Linked DNA regions of Mus musculus: region 2 is linked to region 1. A link is a contact called in public Hi-C data. All regions are on one chromosome and are shown on one strand. The core of a region is the stretch at or near the end of the contact, and the rest is flanking DNA. Distances in the headings are between cores, read along the strand shown.

Region 1 (3,186 bases), core at 351-2,850:
TCTAAACATGGAAACAATCCCCAAAATACGATTTCCAATCTTGTGCCTTTAAGCTGGCAATTATCTTCGGCTGAGTAAGTGTAAAATTTCGGCTCCTAAAACTTTCCCCCGTTTATCCTCAGAGAAAAGCTGCATCTCTGTCCCTGGGTTGTTTTGCACTCTGTTTTTTAAAGCCATGTAGGGATCCTGACAGGTAAAGAGAAAGGAGATGACATAGTTAGAAGTGTCATTTCAGCTTGGCATGAAGATGTCCTACTTCAAGGGTAAAGTGTGCCAAGGATGTTAAACCTCAGACTTCACTCACATAAGTATGGATCTGAAAACCATTGTGGAGTAACATTTAAGCTAAGGAACCTTTGGATACACGAGTTTATTTTTGTCCCCATTTTAGCACTACACTGAACCTCAAAAGAGAAACAGCACATGTCAAATCCAAGCTTAGCTGATCCAAGAACAGGGCACCAAGCATGCTTCTCAGCCCTGTGAAGAACAGCTTTCAGGTTTCTGATGGAGTCACCCATCCAGGTCTTCATGCAACAGCCATAGAGCAGTGACCACCTCAACTAGGTAGCCTGGCCATATTCACATGATGAGATAAGGAAGGGAAAGGAATATTTAAAGTTGAGCATTATTGGGCTGGAGAGATAGCTCAGCAGTTAAGAGCACTGACTGCTCTTCCAAAGGCCTTGAGTTCAAATCCCAGCAACCATATGGTGGCTCATGACCATCCATAATGAGATCTGACACCCTCTTCTGGTGCATCTGAAGACAGCTACAGTGTACTTAGATATAATAATAAATAAATCTTTAGGCTGGAGCAAGCAGGGCTGACCAGAGTAAGCAGGGTTGACCGGAGCAAGCAACCTTCATTCCCAGCAACCACATGATGGCTCACAACCATCAATACAGGTACAGTGTGACCATATACATAAAATAAATTAGTAAATCTTTTTTTAAAAAGTTTAGCATTATTAAGGAAAGACCAGTTTATGCTAATGAACTTTGGGGACATGAATCACAAACAACTGCATGTCTGAAAGCATTTGTGCCTCCTTCTTGCAAGGCTGCTGTCCGTTGGTTGCATCATGTCTAAGTTAGACTACACTCTGAGATGTAGGAATGGATGCACACAAAAGTGTGCTCAAGGGGTGTCTGTGTAGAACCTACAACAGCAAGCTTCTTTTTCTAGTTCGGAAATTTCAGAGTTACATACAGTCCTCTGTTGGCTGTGTGCTTCAATTCTCAGGAGAACACACAAGTCAGTTGATATATCTGTTTCCCTTTGGTGTTACAGTGAAAACAGAAGCCTTCCATGCTGTCTATGAAAAGAATGTGGTTGCCATTTCTGCCAGGGCTTTGTCCCCAGTAGTTAATAGCCACATTATCTGAATGTATGAGATGCCATTCTACCATGTCAAAGATAGGCAGAGCTGCCTGGATGTTTGTTAGCCACCGTCAGACATGTGGTCATGGGACTAGTAGGCTATTTACATGCCCATGTGAGTCAGAGAGGGTGTTAAAGCCATCTGTTGCTTGAATAAGCAGAGAGAAGCTAGAGGTGACACAGGGGAAGTCTACAGATCTGCTATGTAACCTCTCACCAGCTCCAAAGATGATTCATCTTAGAAGTGTCATGAGACTAAATGGAGAAAGCATGGCAGCACATGCTAACAGGGGTTTTGAAGTCAGAGATTCAGATCCTGGCTCTACAGCCTTTACTCATAAATAACCATTAGGTATATTATGTAAAGCATAGTATACATCTACCAAAATATGCATCTTCTCTGGGAAACTGCATAGCAACATCCACCAAGTTAAACTGCTGTGAGACTTCAAGGCAATGTGATCTCGCTACCAGAATGGTATTTGCCCGGAAAAAAAAATGATGGTAGTGACGGTGGCAAGCAATGAAGAGAAGAGGCTGTCTGTGCATCTCACCATTGCTAAAGTGGTGTTTGTGAAACTGCCACCAATGACACAGTTGAACACCATGAGGACCACACATAGTGGAAATCATCTATAGGAAGACAGACACTTTCTAGTGTGATGCTTAATCAAATGAGATCATTGCTTCAATTAAATATCAAAGTCACAAACAAAATAAAGCCAAAAGCTCTGACAAGTATAGTTGTATGGTTGTAAGTTTAGGGCTGTGCTTACTTTAAATGTTCATGTCTAAAGCGTAATAAACCTTCACACAGATCTTGTATGAGTCAAAATTGAACTAAGCCCCTTCATCATCTTTCCCAGGTTTAGGCTATTCTTCATTGGTGGTAAAACAATCTCTAAGCTCTGGTCTTTTCCCACTGATACTATGAAGTAGTAAATGGATATTTGCAAGAGGCTTCATACAAAACGTCCCTGTTGCATTAGCTACTATTCTATTGTGGTGCAGAGACACTCTGACTAAGGGAGCTCTTATAAAATAAAGTATTCCATTTGGGGCTTCCTCACAGCTTCAGAGAGTTAGTCCATGATCATCATAGCAGGAAGTAGATGGGCAGTGTCCTCATCAGTAGCTGGGAGATTTGCATCCTCATCCACAGTGTAGTAGTTTGAATGCTTGACCTAGGGGGTGGCACTATAAGAGATGTGGCCTTGTTAGAATAGGTGTGGCCTTGTTAGAGTAGGCATGGCCTTGTTGGAGGAAGTGTGTCACTGTAGGGTGGGTTTTGAGGTCCTACATGCACGCTCCACCCAGGTGGATCAAGATGTAGAGCTCTTATCTCCTTGCCAGCACCACGTCTGCCTGGATGCTGCCATGCTTCTTGCCATGATGATAATGGACTGAACCTCTAAAAACTGTAAGACAGCCTCAGTTAAATGTTTTCCTTTATAAGAGTTGCCTTGGTCATGGTGTCTATTCGTAGTAATGTAAATTCTAAAATGCACAAGCATCTGAAGGGGGTGTGGGGAGAGAGAGAGAAGACTGGGCCTAGTATAAACATTTGTAACCTCCTTCTCCAATGAGACCACAACCATGCCAAGAAGACTACACCCCCTAATTCTTCCTAAACAGTTCCACCAACTGCAGCCCTAGCAATCAAACATATGAGCCTATGTGGGCCATTCTCCTTCAGACCACCACACTCAAATACAATGCAACAGAAGACTCCTTGAAAACTGATATTGGTACACATGTAGACCTACATTGTTCACCATGTACTTCAAACTTCTCAGAATTCT
Region 2 (3,186 bases), core at 479-2,978, 170 kb before region 1:
AGAGCAATTGCTTTGACATTTTGGTAGTTGTGATGTCACTAGCTGACTGAAATTTGTCATTCCCGTGGCAATCTTGGGACTATAATTATGTGTTTGTCACAGACAGAAATGTCATTTGCAGTACATAATTGTTTTTAATTATATTTTTGTTTTAAATTATTTTTTCTTTTTTTTTTTCTGAACAAATTTTAGAAGATTCAATATTTCATCTTGCTTTGTTGTGTCCTTTAGAATCCAGAATAATGTCTGGTGGTGTCTGATAGAGATGGAGAAATGGATACGTTTATGCACATCTGTACACAGCTGTGAGCTGAGGCATGGGAAGAGTGGAAAGTGCTGCTTCTGTTACTGTTCTTGCTGCTGCTGCTGTTGCTGCTGCTGCTGTTGTTGCTGTTACTGTTCTTGCTATTGTTGTTACTGTTCTGTCTATTGTTGTTACTGTTGCTGCTGCTGTTGTTCTTGCTGCCACTGTTACTGTTTCTGCTGCTGCTGCTGTTGTTGTTGTTGCTGCTGCTGTTGCTGCTGTTACTGGTCTTGCTGTTGTTGTTACTGTTCTGTCTATTGTTGTTACTGTTGCTGCTGCTGTTGTTCTTGCTGCCACTGTTACTGTTTTTGCTGTTGCTGTTGCTGTTGTTATTGCTGTTGCTGCTGCTCCTCAGGTGGTCTGCTCTGAATGCACTTCTCAATACCACTCGCCCCAACTCAGTGCTAAAGTTGTATTTGTGGGAAATGGTTTATCAAACAACAATTTAGAGGAGTGGATAGTTTCACAATCTGATGAAAGTCTCTCAAAAGTTCAGCAGATCCAAACACTCTTTACTGTGATGGTTTGAATGAGAGATGTCCTCCACAGGCTCGTGTGTTTGAATACTTGCTCCCAGTTAGCGGTGCTGATTTGGAAGGTTCTGGTATTTTATGAGGTGGGTCTTTGTTGGGGGAAGTATGTCAAAGACTTACTTTAAATGTTTTGGGCCTAGTCCCTCATCTCCTTCCCTCCCTTCCTCCCTCTCCTTTCCTCCTTCCCTCCGCCCATCCATCCATATGCCCCCCTCTTTCTATTCCTGCCCTTGCTCCTTCCTGTATGTGGATGAATTGCAATCACCCAGTTCCCTGTGCCTGTCACTATGCTTTTCTTGCCTGTTGCTATGTCTCCCAAACCATGATGGACTCCATACATGTGGAGCTATAAACTAAAACAAAGTCCTTCTCCCCCAAGGTGCTTTTTGTCACCATATTTGATAACATTGACAGAAAAGTACCTAGAACATTTAGTATCTCTATTCCATGACTGCCACCACCATTAGTAGTAATTTTCCTTTAAAGCATTTTTACCATTTTATTACACATACACATGAGATGTGCTTATAGAATGGATATGTTCATGTGGGGGGTATATGGGCATTCTATGGCACACGTGTAGAAGTTAGAGGGTAGCCTCTGTTATAAATCCTTACCTTCCTTTCTATGGTCTTGTTTACTGTGGCATACATGAAGCCTGTGAGCTTCCCGGGATAGGATTCTCCTGTCCCTGCCTTCCATCTCACTGAAGAGGCAGTGGGATTACAGACATGTGCGATGACATCCAGTTTCCTTGGGTTCTGGGAATCTGAGCTCCTGTCTTCACATTTGTGCAGCAAGCAGTTTATCCACCCACAGATCCATCTCCTGAGCCCTTAGTTACAGCTCACAGATGTGCAGTGGACAGATGGCTTCCAGCCTGCAAACCCTTGATTTTCCCTTAGAAGTAAGTAAATGCGGCTCACAGAAGGACATAAATTTATGGCACATATGACACTGGGCATACACAAACTTTGTTGAGTTCCAAGCAATGACTAACATTTTTAATGCCAACTTGAACTGAAGTTGTCCACAGAACAAGAATTAAAGAAACCTCCTCAAAATCCACATTTAGAACATAATCTGAAGCCGCACATTAAATCTTTTTTTCTTACTATTTGATTCTTAACTGATGCTACATCTGTTTGGCTATAGGAATGGCATTTCATTTATGTGTCATTCCTCATTCAAGAAGCGTTGGCTACTACTAAGAGATCTTCAGTATCTGTCTGTGGTCAGAGGGCTATGATGTCTGCAGTGCTGTCGGTTACCATACCACACCCTGTTGACTAAGACAGTCAGGTGACTACATAGAGGAAAGAAACCAAGACATCTCCTACCACCAGGGAGCTGTTGGCGAGTGGCTGTCTTCTCCTGAGACTTGGTGGTAACTTCACTGAGCACTTCAGAAGGACTTCCTCCTTCTGTAACTGCCTCTCTAATACAGTCTACTACTCTGTGTGCATTGTGTGTGGTGAATGTAAGTGTATATAAGTGTCCTTGATGGTGGACACACATAGAGGTACATAGAGGGAGGTCAGAGATCAACAGTATGTCTTCCTCAGCTTAACTTTTGAGACAGAGTGTATCACTGAACCTGGAGATCACTGATTGCCTAGACTGGGTAGGCAATGAGCTCCTGAGTCCCATAACCCTCTTACCTCTACCTACCCCCATCTACCCACACAGCCCTCCTTCCACACTGGAGTTCATGTCCTGTGCCTCCACACCTGGCTTTTTAAGCATAGGTAGTGGGATCCAAACTCAGGTCCACACGGTTGTGTGACAATCACATTAGGGACTGAGCCATCTCCCCCTACTCTCCTCAGTACCACTTATATCCAGTATCCTAATGTAGGTAGGAGTTGACATCTCTGTTTCTCCATAGCCCACGTGTTCACACAAACAACATACATCTGAGGCCTTGCTCCTCAGATTACGGCCAAATACCAGCAAACACTAACACAGTGTTTACACAGCTGCTCTTTCCTCTTCATGATTAAGCAAGTTTGAGTACCAACAAGTTCCACACCATTGTGCAGTTCTGACCTTGACCCCATTTAGGTTTTGCTGTGTGCACTGGGAGGCTTTGGCCTTTTTCTCTCACACTTGTGAGGTCAAACAAGTTTCTTTCTCCAGAAACTTTTCTTTTCAAGCCAGTCATTTTTGAAGTTTTCCTACCTTAAATTATATGATCCTTCATTTCTTATTGCTTGTCACAGACACCCACAATTTATAAAAACACCCATCTTCCATCTAAGAAGCCCTAATATTTGGCTACTCTTCTAGGCTGGATGGCATATCCTTCTACTCTCTAGATTTTATTATGGGGCCAGCAATCTTACTATA

Evidence for each region. Hi-C and Micro-C count contacts between places; a contact is called where the count stands out from the background.
Region 2: a contact with region 1 is called in a Hi-C map of the C2C12 cell line, with 3 times the contacts expected there. The contact joins two enhancer-like sites. A contact is called at or near these places in 1 of 15 datasets of contacts at CTCF or cohesin (the NIH/3T3 cell line), 7 of 484 Hi-C or Micro-C datasets (the BV-2 cell line, the C2C12 cell line, ECoMG-derived neutrophils and 4 more) and 1 of 115 datasets of contacts at active chromatin or transcription factors (microglia).

Annotation. Positions count from the first base shown.
Region 1 is chr5:102,519,060-102,522,245 of GRCm38.p6, reverse strand. All of the region lies in intron 1 of Arhgap24 (Rho GTPase activating protein 24), which reads right to left. Among named protein-coding and RNA genes, the nearest start is that of Arhgap24, 39 kb to the right of the region's middle. Within about 2 kb of position 1,600, at least 29 of the 459 cell types and tissues checked have an H3K27ac peak or open chromatin away from gene starts, as enhancers often do. A contact at or near this core is called in the C2C12 cell line, where this site is marked.
Region 2 is chr5:102,693,038-102,696,223 of GRCm38.p6, reverse strand. The region is part of intron 3 of Arhgap24 (Rho GTPase activating protein 24); the gene reads right to left. Among named protein-coding and RNA genes, the nearest start is that of Gm30396, 63 kb to the right of the region's middle. Within about 2 kb of position 1,728, at least 6 of the 459 cell types and tissues checked have an H3K27ac peak or open chromatin away from gene starts, as enhancers often do. A contact at or near this core is called in the C2C12 cell line, where this site is marked.